2 separate regions of the Sus scrofa genome follow, and region 2 is linked to region 1. A link is a contact called in public Hi-C data. All regions are on one chromosome and are shown on one strand. The core of a region is the stretch at or near the end of the contact, and the rest is flanking DNA. Distances in the headings are between cores, read along the strand shown. Region 1 holds the start of VNN1 (vanin 1). Region 2 holds the start of TAAR4 (trace amine-associated receptor 4).

Region 1 (6,604 bases), core at 1,337-3,836:
CTCTTAGTGACCCATTCCAGTTTTAACTTTCATTTCAGAACGTCCTTTATTGTTATGTCATGATGGCATCTCCTTGTACAAGATTAGTAAATAGAAACCTTAATTAAATAGAGTTGTGGGAGACCAGAAGGGGGAGATCTCGTGCCCCATGACAATAACGGAGCCAAACAAGGGGGAAGACCACCTTCCTTCTTCCTGCCGAGGACTCAGACAGTGAAAAGCCTTGGGCTTTTTGTTTAGCTGCCCCACCCTGCCTTTTCCTCTCTATAAAAGCATTCTCCTTCCCTTGCCTTGTCGAGGCTCACCGTGGTTGCAGCTCCTGAATGGCAATTCTCTGTTGATGCCAAGTAAGCCCACCTTTGCTGGAAAAATAGCTGGTAGCGTGTTTCAGGTCAGCATCCTTGCGAGGTGTGTGTATCCCCATTTGCCTGGGACTGGAAAGCCTGAAGGGGGTCAGTTAGCAGAGGAGGCTGGATGTAGGAAGACTGAACAAACATGGTCTCTTGGTTACTTTGGCAGCCACAGAATAAATTTGCTATAGTACTGAAGTAAAAAAAAAAAAATTTTGGATCTCCCTTCGTGGCTCAGTGGTTAACAAACCCCACTAGGGTCCATGAAGATTCGGGTTCGATCCCTGACCTCGCTCAGTGGGTTAACCATCCGGTGTTGCCATGAGCTATGGTGGAGGTTGCAGATGCTGCTCAGATCTGGCATTGCTGTGGCTGTGGTGTAGGCCAGCGGCTGCAGCTCCAATTCGACCCCTAGCCTGGGAACTTTCATATGCTGAGAGTGTGACCCAAAAAAGCAAAAAGCAAAAAAAAAAAAAAAAAATCAGACATACTCATTTACAAATGGAGCTATAAAGATGCCATCCTAAGCGAAATCTCCAAATGAATGATCATAAACACCAATTCTCTAAATCTGAAAATATGTAGTACTTAATTCACAAATAAAATGAAATTTACTCTTTATTCCAGGCCATAATCTGTGAGCTCTTCCTCTATTTTTTATTATTTCCCTCTCTTCTCTTTCCCTCTTGTTCTCCCTCTCATTATTATTTTTTTTTAAACAGTCACACTCATGGCCAGAAATTCTGGCCACACATTCTGGCCAGAGATCAAAACCAAGTCCTCATGGATACTATTTGGGTTCGTTACCACTGAGCCACAAGTGGAACTCCAGCCCCAGTCCTGTTTTGAGCAAGGGACCCTGGGCTGGAGGCACCCAGCTAAGCTTTCCCTGGATTCCTGACTCACAGAAAATGTTAGATAATCTATACCGGCTGTTGGAAGCCGCTACTTTTGGAGGGTGATTTTTTACATAGGAATAGACAACTAGTAACCCTTTTATATTCCCCCTTGTCCTGGCTTCCTCATTTTGAGGAAACTAAAGTGAACAAAGTATGAAGCTCAAAGAGTCACCTGAGGATAGTAATAATCATTTAAAAATTGAAAAGTTATTTATTCTTCAAATTACATACATTGCCATGGGTTGAAGTTCTAAAATGTATAAATTCTAGAAAGTCATATGTTTTCAAGTCCTAACCACCTGTACCTCAGAACTTATTTGGAGATAAGATCATTTCAGATATAATTAGTTCAGATGAGGTCAGAACAGAGTCAGGTGGGAACTAAACCCATTGTCTGGTGTCCTTAAAAATAAAGGAAGTTTGGACCCAGATGTGCACACAGGGAGAAGACAGCCAAATGCAGAGGCATGAACAGGTCTTTCCCAAACAGCCCTTAGGAAGAAGCAACACTGCTGACTCCTCTTCTGAATTTCTAGCTTCCAGAATTGCAAGACAGTACATTTCTGTTGTTTAAGCCACCCAGTGTGTTGTACTTTTTTAGGACAACCCTAGCAAATGGTCATACATGCATTTTCATATTTGATCCTTACGAACCCCTGCAAAAAAGGGAAGTTCATTTGTTACATAATATCTGTTTACATACACATGTCTATGATGTAAAACCATGAGACTTTCTTTTTAAAAAAAAATTGAAGTGTAGTTGATTTGCAATGTTGTGTTTGTTTCAGGTGTACAGCAAAGTGACTCAGATACACACACAAACACACACATATATATTCTTTTTCAAAGTCTTTTCCCTTATAGTTTTTTTTTGTTGTTTTTTTTTTTTTTTGTTTTGTTTTTTTTTATCTTTTTAGGACTGCAGCCACAGCATATGGAAGTTCCCAGGCTAGGGGTCCAATCGGAGCTACAGCTGCTGGCCTATGCCACAGCCACGGCGATGCTAGATTCAAGCTGCATCTGCGACCTACACCACAGCTCATGGTAATGCCAGATCCTTAACCCATTAAGCGAGGCCAGGGATTGAACCTGCGTCCTCATGGACACCAGTCAGATTTGTTTCCCCTGAGCCACAGCAGGAACTCCTTTTCCCTTATAGATTTTTACAAGATATTGAGTATAGGTCCTTGTGCTGTGCAGTAGCTCCTTGTTAGTTTTCATCCAGCTTTCTTCAAGTGAGCTTTTGTCCTTTATTTTCAAAGTACTAAGTTCTAGGAACCACGTGATTTATTGCGTTTTCACTCTATAAATATCAGGGCTTGTTCTCTTTGTTTTTCAGCAACTGTTGGACTTCAGCATGATCACATCTCCGTTGCTGGCTTATGTGGCGATTCTGTTTTTGTGTGTCTTAAAAGCCAGCTCCCTGGATACCTTTATCGCCGCTGTTTATGAACATGCAGTGATATTGCCTGATGCCCCCCTCACACCAGTATCCCATGAAGAGGCTTTGATGTTAATGAACCGCAATCTGGATCTTTTGGAGGGCGCAATCATGTCAGCAGCAAAGCAGGTACAATTTCTTGAGTGTGCTGGCTTCTAGGTAGAGAGAGGGTGGGGTCTGATGAGACCGAATCACCGTCGAGGTCGGTTCAACTTTTGAATGACATATGTGTCAGGAGAGCCGAGACCTTACTTTACAATCAGAGTCCTCCTTCCCAGTTCTTAGAGCCAGAACATTATCATGCATCTCTAATAGTGAAAGCAAAACATTTAGAAAAGGACGGCTTGGTGATGATTAAGTGGCAACAGATCTTTGAGGAACTGGCTGTAAATTCAACAATTTTGTTGCTCTTTTCTGCTACAGATGGAGGGTAGAGGATAAGTGGGTCAGGGATCAGTTATATTCTTCGAGTATTAGTAGCCTCAGTGTATTTTTTTTTTTTTATCTTGAGAGTTTGTAGGTTTGGTTACTTAATATGTAACACCAAAGCAATGAAACTTAAGTCGCAGATGAACACTATGTACTATATACTTCACACTCACTTTATTCTAATTACGAGACAGAAGTATATCCGTTAATACGTGGTAAGTCCTTGAGCTGAAAGAGGCATTAAGTGTGTGATTTGAATGAATACGGTTTAAATAAGCTATTTGTAGATCAGGTAAAGATGAGGATAATAGGAAGTCTGATGAGAGTCGTGGATATGTGCACAGACCATACATCTATCAACATACATTCTTCTACATACAAAGAAATAAAAGGCTGTTGAGAAGCCTGAGATTCTGGAGTTCCCGTTGTGGTGCAGTGGAAATGAATCTGACTAGTATCCATGAGGACATGGGTTTGATCCCTGGCCTCACCCAGTAGGTTCAGGATCTGGCATTGCTGTGAGCTGTGGTGTAGGCTGCAGATGGCAGCTTGGATCCTGTATTGCTGTGGTTGTGGTGCAGACTGGCAGCTGTGACTCCAATTCGACCCCTAGCCTGAGAACGTCTGTATGCCTCTGGTGTGGCCCTAAAAAGCAAAAAGCAGAAAAAAAAAAAAATAGAATTCTGAGATGCTGGAGTTCCTGCTGTGGCTCTGTGGTATCAACAGCATCTCTGCAGCACTGGGACACAGGCACAGTGGGTTAGGGATCCCCTGTTGAGGCAGCTGAAGCCTAGGTTGCAACTGCAGCTCGGATCTAATCCCAGGCATGGGAACTTCATATGCCCCGGGAGGCCAAAAAAGAAAAGGAAAGAATAAAAAAAGAATTCTGAGATTCTTTTTCATCTTTAGTCCAAGTATTTTCTCGAAGGCCACACAGCAGCTTTCAGGGTGATTCTCCACCAAAGGCACCCAGGTGAGCTCAGGTTGTACCTCTGGGCCTGGCACCCTTCAGGTAACTGTCTGAGCCCCCTTCTGAGAAGCAGGAATCATACTTTCCAGATATGAGGCAGGGAAGGCTGGAGTGAAGGTGTGAGTTATAAATCAGTCCTGACACACTCGGGCACAACAGTTTGACCAAAGGTCAGGGAGGGGGTTTATTTGTGAAGAGCTAGGTTTATAGTTAACAGCTGAGGTGGGAGGCAAGCCTGTGTGTAGCCTGAAAAAATATTAATGCCTACCAAAGAATGAAAACGTTGCATAGAAAGGATGCCTGTGGAATTTGAAAATGAAAGTGGTTGGGGAAAGAAAATAAATTACAAAAATAGAAAGCAAAAGGAAAAAAAAAAAACACTCCTGCATGTTTATGTCTCAACCATTCACATCCTTCCACCAGCTTTCTCTTTGATTGTTGGCGTCTTTGAAAAGTCTTTTGATTTAGCTTTATTTTTAACAGGGTGCACATATTATTGTGACTCCAGAAGATGGTGTTTACGGCTTTTTCTTCAGCAGGGAATCTATTTACTCATACTTAGAGGACATCCCAGAGCCTCACGTGAACTGGATCCCTTGTACCAATCCCAACAGGTAAAGAAACATGTGAAAATTTGCTCATGAACATGAACTTACTTTTTCTGGGAAAACTTGGTAGATGATCACTGAATAAGATCCACTCTCACCTCTAAGTTTCAAGATAGTTTTATTATTTTTATCTCCTACAGATAATGTTTATTAGGAAAGTGACTATGAATTATGAAATCATAGCCATCAGTGCTATAAGGTAACAAAGAATTCATCAAATTCAATGTGAATTTCCATTGAGGGAGTGAATCTGGAGAGATGATAGCATGGCCTGGTCAGGGTCACAGTGGTTGGTTGGAAGAAGGATCTTACCCAAACTCTACTCTTCTGACTCCTTACCAGTGAACAAAATTGTTTCCCTAGGTGGTCTGTACTTTTAAAACTGTGCGAGAGAATAGTAAAACAGTCAAGTGTCAGTTTAGGACTGAAGTTTTTCTTTCACATCAATAAGATATGGGTGAGATTCATGTGTATGAAATTCTCAAAGCTTAAAGTGATAATTGAGGCGAGATAGCAGAACAACGTCAAGTGGTTTAAATCAAACCTGGGATAAGAAATATGAAGTCTGATAAAAAGTAGCACTATTACTTTTATGGAATCCAGAGTTCCTGCTGTGGCTCAGTGGTTAACAAATCCGACTAGGAACAATGAGGTTGTGGATTCGGTCCCTGGCCTTGCTCAGTGGGTTAAGGATCTGGCGTTGCCATGAGCTGTGGTGTGGGTCGCAGACGAGGCTCGGATCTCGTATTGCTGTGGCTGCTGGCATAGGCCAGCAGCTACAGCTCCAATGAGACCGCTAGCCTGGGAACTTCCATATGCTGCAGGTGCGGCCCTAGAAAAAGACAAAAAAAAAAAAAAAAAAAAAAAAGTAGCACTATTACTTTCAATATAAGCAAAACAATACATACCTTATACATTCAAGGGAACTGTGTCAGTTAACTCACTTGCCAAATGCTCTATTGCTAAAATTGTTGGAATTCCTCATTTGGAACTGCTCTCAAAACCATGTAAACTAACAACTATATTTGCTTGTAGAGACACCTTGGTTTTAACAAAGTTCAGTATATTGCATCTTTATCATCTACTTTATATTTCATTGTATTGTCATTATTTCTTATTTAACCACATCCCAAGCCAGAGCTTCAGTCTAAAGGGCAAGCACCCTATTATCACTTCCATGATGAAGTGGCTTTGTTTCTGAATGACCTTCCTCTAGAACCAACTTCCCGGGGCCTTCTGAAAATCCCCATCAGGGTGATTCATCTGTTCCACTTCAAGAAGTCTGGTAGCCTTTCTTCCATTCTTCCATCAACTAATGGTATCTCCATACCTTGTATTCACTTAGTTGACCAATTTTTAATACCTCTTCTGTCCAGGCACAGTTCTGGGCTATGGGGTAGACACAAAACTAAACACCTCTGTCCTCCTGGAGGTTATATTCTAGTGAAGATAGCCAAATTAAAAAAAAAAATGGCATCTCTCTATTTAGTTATCATTCACTTACCTGCCTATGTGGTATGTGATAGAGATAAATGTTATGGAGAAAAAGCAGGAAAGGTGAATATAATGTAAAGCATTGGACTTAAACCTTTAGGTCATTCAAGGGCTTTGAGACATAAAGAAAGTGAGGGAGTAGGTCATACAGATATCTGAGGAAAGAATATTCCAGGCCAAAGGAATTCTAAATCCCAAGACCCTATAGTCAGAGCACAAGTCTGGCATATTAGGAACAGCAATAAGGTTAGTGTGGAAATGATGTGGGGTGGGGCGGGGAGGAGGTAGAAAGGTAGGAGACAGAGGCAGGAAGGCAAACAGGCAGGAGGATGCTGATTGCGTAAGACTTGCATAAGTGGGCCATGGCAAGGATTGCATAAGGGGCCATGACAAGGACTTTGGTACTTGAGTGA
Region 2 (6,604 bases), core at 1,697-4,196, 93 kb after region 1:
TTTTGCTGCTCTCTAGAACTGCTAGCAAATGTTACTTTTTACCTCCCGGCAAAATTTACAATTTTTCTATGCTTTCATTAGATCATTGTTTGCAGTGTTGTCATTAATTTGGTCCTTTGTTGAAATGTTATTGCTAAAAAGAAAAAAGGCATAACCAGAACATCCCGTGAGAAAAGTGAGATTTCACAGAGGTTTTAAGTTTATTTTATTAAAAAATTACTGTATCATTTTGGGAGATGAATCTTCAAAGGAAAGGAATCTATTCTATTAAGTTTTTAAAGTTAAACAAACAAAATTCCAAGTGCATTTAATTTCATGACAATCTCCTCTTTTAACAAAGCAATAAACCTGTAGTGACGTTTGCATTTGCCCACTTGTTTTTATAACTTTTGGCTAAGAGTTTAAGATAAAGGCATTAAAGTACCATTATTCTTAACATTCCCTTAACAAATCACCCATTAATAACTTTTAAAATAAATGTGTCTTACTCTATCCTTTTGTTTTAATCTAACACCTAAACATTATTCACTAAAACATTATATATATAACCATTCATCATAAACATACAATAATATTATTAATCTCTAGCAGCCATTTCATATCATGTCTTCCAAAAAAATAAAATAAAAATAAATAAATCTCACTTTACAAACCTAAGAGATTAAATTATAATCAATGCTTTCAGGGATAAAGTTTTCAAAAATGAAACTTAAAACTCCAAAAATTTTACCAAGAAATATTGAAGACGATACTATTTTTATTAGGAATGTTTCATCTTCAGATAAGTGAGAAATACTTAAGCTATTTTGTGGTAATTAGCTATCTTTCAAGATAATTTTTAAAATAGTGAATGAGGGAGTTCCTGTTGTGGCTCAGCAGTAACGAACCCAACTAGTAACCATGAGGATGTGAGTTTGATCCCTGGCCTCTCTCAGTGGATTAAGACCGGCATTGCTGTGGCTGTGGTGTAGGCCAGTGGCTACAGCTCCGATTTGACACCTAGCCAGGGAACCACCTTATGCCACAGGTGTGGCCCTAAAAAGACAATAAATAAATAAATAAATAAATAAATAAAATGAAAGAAAAATGTAACTAAAAAAGTAAAAGAAGTTAAAAAGCAGAATAAAGTTAATTTATTAAAGAAGGTAGTTAAGTGTTTAAGATTTCATTCTATTCAGCATGTTAGAGCCTAGGAACCAAAGTGAAAAGTAATGAAATAATTCGTGCTATGTTTTCCAAAAAAGATAGTCTGCAGTGTATAAAGCAGTTGAAGAAGTCGTTGCCGCTCTTACATTTTGCTCTCTGTTGTAGTTTCTCAAGTTCAAGTCAATTGTATAATACTTGATTGGTATAGTTAAAATATATCTTAAGAACAATGCTACACTGTGGCATATGGAATGATTGGCCAACAGGGACCTGCTGTACAGCACAGGGAACTCTACCCAATATTCTGTGATAATCTATATGGGAAAAGAATCTGAAAAAGAATGGATGTGTGTATATTTATAACTGTATCACTTTATTGTACAGCATAAATTATCACAACATTACAAATCAACTATATTTCAATAACATTTTTAAAAATGGGAAAAAACTATGCTGATATGAGAACTTAAATCACTACACCCAGAGCAAATAAAATGTGACATAACATTAAGATTTCAAATTATACTCATCGGGAAAAATTGCTGAGTCTAGTAGCAAATACTGTTAAGTATTATTTTTAAGGTACGTGTACTCTCATTAATATCTTTCCCAAGTAAATCTGGCAAGGACATGCTTGTGGGAGCATTTTCTCAACAGACCAGGGAGATTTAATCTATTCTCAGGCCAAAGTCCACTCTCCAACCTGGCCTTAGATCTCACTAATGCTTGCCATTGGTCATCAGATTGTTTTTCCAGTCCTGGCCCTGGAAAAACAAATCACACCCATGTCATACTCTGGGTGAGTCAGTCCATTATTTTCACATTTTAAGGACAACAGCATAAGTTATATAAAGTGATAGCCTAAACAACGAGCACTCCATATGTCCAATTTGTTACCAGTGTGAGATTTGGAACCTGTGGACAAGATGTCTTCACCCTGAATTTGGGTTCATAAATAAATGCAGCTGCCAAATGAAAGGGGATAATCCAGGAGAATTATCCAAGCTATCATTTGAGATATTTCTCCCCCTTTTTTTAGATAATTCCTGTATAATGGTGTAGGCTTTATCATATTTTAGTTTATGTATATTGCTCTAAATCCTAAAATCTCTACTGTCACAATGAGAGAAAACTATTTCCCTAAAGAGTAAGTATTAAGTGGCAGGACCCAAAACATTTTAAAATATCCACAAGTGCAATTAAAAAAAAGAAGCACAGTCTTTAGATACTAAGTATCAGGTAAGCTGAACATTGCATAACTGTTCCCCAGGTCCTGGTAATTTTGAGGGGCTTTCATCCAGCAAATTCATTAATACAGGTGGGACAGGGGAAAATCATGATCTGACTAGGGTTTCAGTATCCTGAGTAAGGACTACGCATTAGTACAATCAGAACCTGCACTTACCTGGATTACTCGGGTGGTTTAACTGGGTTACTTAGACGTTGGGTGATAATATTTATTCAGTTGTCTTTAGTCTCTTCTTAGTCAAGGGATGGTCCTTAGAATAACATCATTGGTATCTTCCAAAAGCTGGTGAGAAATGCAAACTCTCAGTTCCCACCCCAGAAATGGAATGTATGTTTTGAAAAGACCTCTAGGTGATTGATGTATACATAAAAGTTGGGAAGCAGTGCTGGCAGTCGTAAGAGAGTTCAACCTGGAATTGAAAATGTAGCTAGCAGGGCCTCTATGAAAAGTTGCACAGCCCCTGATTTTTATTGTTTTTCCTCTTTCTTTCACAGAAAGAAAGGAACACACTACTTTTGCCAAAGATTCATATTACCCAGGAGACAAATAGGATGAATTCACCGGATCTTTGGAACGCCCCAGAAATACAGCTTTGCTTTGCTCTGGCCAACAATTCGTGTGCTAGAAATGTGAGGTCTGGACTGAGTGTTGGTGCCATGTACATTGTCATGATTGGTGCCATAGTGATGACCATGCTGGGCAACCTGGCTGTGATTCTTTCCATTGCCTACTTCAAGCAGCTTCACTCCCCCACCAACTTCCTGATCCTCTCCATGGCCATCACTGACTTCTTGCTGAGCTGTGTGGTCATGCCCTTTAGCATGATCAGGTCCATTGAGTCCTGCTGGTACTTTGGTGATCTCTTTTGCAAAGTCCACAGCTGCTGTGACATCATGCTCTGTACCACCTCCATTTTTCACCTCTGCTTCATCTCGGTGGACCGCTACTATGCTGTTTGTGACCCTTTATGTTATGTCACCAAAATTACCATCCCTGTCATAGGGGTCTTTCTACTCATCAGTTGGTCTGTTCCCATCCTCTTTGCCTTTGGCCTGGTATTCTCAGAATTAAACATAATTGGTGCAGAAGACTTTGTTGCAGCCACTGACTGCACAGGCTTGTGTGTGTTGATATTTAATAAGCTCTGGGGGGTGCTGGCCTCCTTTATAGCCTTCTTTCTCCCTGGGACAGTAATGGTGGGGATTTACGCACACATTTTCACTGTAGCCAGGAAGCATGCTAAACAAATTGGCACAGGTTCTATGATGAACCAGATTGTGTCAACAAGCAAAAGGAAGGCATCAACCATAAAAGGAAGCAAGGCCACCAAGACTTTAAGTATAGTCATGGGGGTATTTGTGTTGTGCTGGCTCCCCTTTTTTATCTTGACGGTCATAGACCCTTTTATCAGTTTTACAACTCCTGAAGATTTGTACAATGTCTTCCTCTGGTAGGTTATTTCAATTCCACTTTCAACCCCATTATATATGGCATGTTTTATCCTTGGTTTCGCAAGGCATTAAGGATGATTGTCTCAGGCATGATCTTCTGCCCTGACTCTTCCACCCTAAGCTATTTCCTGTGCATACTTAGGCAATGATCTTCATTCTCTAAAATCCTTTCCTGCTAGAAATCTTGGATGTTCTTTCCCCTTAGAGGTGGGAGCACGGATTGACTAGATAAGGATATTCTTCCAGTTGGTGTAATAGATACTAAGAAGAATCAATAGACATGGCCTGGATAAACGAGAGTTACCAAAGTGGTCAATTTCTGGGGTTCTGGGGAAGGGGCTCCAATTAAAAGAAACTCTCTCCCAAAACTGGCTGATAGCTGTATTTCTAAAATTAGAGGTTTAGAATTCCACTTGTCAGCATAACTCAGATAGGGATCTCCTTTTTTTTCTTATAAACCTCAGAAGAAGAGACACACTTGATCATCACATTCATGATAGCCATGTAGAGTTTCTCTAAATCTTTCCTGAGATTGTTGTTACGTTTTAGCAGAGTTGGGAGAGCTTGAGAACACTGGGAGGCTGAGGTAGGGAGGACATGAGTGACATGGAAAGGGAGAAGGAAGAACACAGTTGTAGTTACTCCCAATTTTATTGATTCTAACTTAAATCTCTTTTCCAAAAGAATTGGAGTTCCCATTGTGGCGCAGCAGAAACAAATCCGACTGGAACCACAAGGTTGCAGGTTCAATCCCTGGCCTCGATCAGTGGGTTAAGGATCTGGTGTTGCCATGGCTGTGATGTAGTTTGAAGACTCAGCTCAGATCTGATGTTGCTGTGGCTGTGGCATGGGTCAGCAGTCATAGCTCCGACTGGACCCCTGGACTGAGAACCTCCATACACCATGGGTGTGGCCCTAAAACAAAAAAAAAAAAAAAAAGAATTGATGTGAAGTTTGAATAGTTTGATAAAATTGGACTGTCTTATTAAATGAGAAGGGTAAAGGAAGATTTTAGGAATGTATTCTTTCGTTCTTCTATATATATTCTCGATCTATGTATCCATGTGGCTTGCATGTATACACACGGGTGCCATGTCCATCTCTTTTGTTGTGTGTGTGCCCATACTAATTATCACCAAGTTTAACTTCAGGCACAACTGAAGTTCTTTCCCTCCTGCAGCATTTTGGATAATATTCATTGCCTTGATTAGTGTCTCTTCTCTGTGTCTTTTTTTCCCTTTCTCTTCCTTCTCCTAGCCCACGAACTTTTGCCCTCAAATTTTGTCCTTTACAATCTTCATCCTTCACACCACTGCTCTGTCTCTCAAAGCCAGTGGTCCTCAAGTGGGACAGTTTTGCCCTTGAATGCACTTGGCAATGTCTGGAAACTTTTTTGGTTCTTAAACCAAGAGGGAGTTCTACTGACACTTAAACAGTAGAGGCCAAGGATGCTGCTAAACATCCTACAGTGCACAGAATGATCCCCACAAAAAAAGAATTATCTGGCCCCAAACTTCAATAGTGCCATGAATGGGAAGCCCTGCTCTAATTTTATCTAACTTCACAGCTTCAATTACTATCTCTAGATAGATTTCCCTCAAATATATTTATTCTTGGCCCTATCATTTCTCCCAAATTTGAGTCCCTCATTTCTTACTACCAATGGAGTATCTTTTTGGATGCTCTAACAAGATCTCAAACTCAGCTTATCCAGCATCTTCCTTCTGTGCCCACTCCACCGCCCCAAACCTGTCTCCACTGCCTACTGCTTTGTACTGGGGTTGGGTGTGCACAGAAACATTGGTTTCCCCTCTAGACTAAAAGGTTCTTGTGTGCAAGATTATGTCTTTTTTTTTTTGTCTTTTTTGTCTTTTTAGGGCCACACCTGAGGCATAGGAGGTTCCCAGAGCAATTAGACCCAGGAGGTCTAATTGGAGTTGAAGCCGCCAGCCTACACCAAGCCACAGCAATACTGGATCCAAGCTGCATCTGTGACCTACACCACAGCTCACAGCAATGCCAGATCCTTAACCTACTGAGCAAGGCCAGGGATTGAACCCACGTCCTCATGGATGCTAGTCGGGTTCTCTAAGCTGAACCACGATGGGAACTCCTATGTCTTTATATCATTCCTCTCTGTATCCCACAGTGTTTGGAATGCTTCCTTCCCATAAAGATCTCTGGACACATCCCCTGGATAACTAAACCATGGAAACTTTGAGGAAAATGGGAGTTACTTAAACTCACATAACAATGAAACAAAGGCTATTGGACAGTGAGGGCTCCTACTCTTGGGAGGGAAGATGCCTATCTGTGAAGAAGAATTTAACTGAATTTAATTCCCATTCTAATGGGCTTTAGTTGTATGTGCACAAGGTTGTGTTGGGAAACTTGGGGACAAAACCAACAGAGGCATATGGGGGAAAATGACTCACCAACTTAGAAACATTTGCAACTTTCAGATTACAGCTTTCGGCTGATGTAGCGAACTCCCTGAGGAGAGAGGTTAGGTAATGCCTCAATAGTGTAAGCGCTTTAGAGAAAAGTTCTGTTGTGTAGAAATATTATTCACTGTTCTATATATTAACAGATTGGAAATTTTTTAATGTAAATCATGAATAGAAGGACTCTTTCATCCCTAATTAGAACCTGTTTACATGGGACTGCAGCAATTTATTCATCAACCTTATTTTTCATAACAATAACCCGAAGTAATTGATAAGTTTCGTGGAGTTCCCCTCATGGCTCAGTGGATAAT

Evidence for each region. Hi-C and Micro-C count contacts between places; a contact is called where the count stands out from the background.
Region 2: a contact with region 1 is called in a Hi-C map of liver, with 6 times the contacts expected there. The contact joins the promoter of TAAR4 here to the promoter of VNN1 in region 1. A contact is called at or near these places in 2 of 47 Hi-C or Micro-C datasets (embryonic fibroblasts and liver).

The regions. Positions count from the first base shown.
Region 1 is chr1:31,000,752-31,007,355 of Sscrofa11.1, forward strand. It overlaps VNN1 (vanin 1), which reads left to right and starts at 2,587. Exons shown (of 8, transcript NM_214133.1): 1 at 2,587-2,819; 2 at 4,573-4,703. The coding sequence starts at 2,607.
Region 2 is chr1:31,093,126-31,099,729 of Sscrofa11.1, forward strand. TAAR4 (trace amine-associated receptor 4) reads left to right here and starts at 2,947. Exons shown (of 1, transcript XM_001924894.4): 1 at 2,947-3,849. The coding sequence starts at 2,947. The coding sequence ends at 3,849.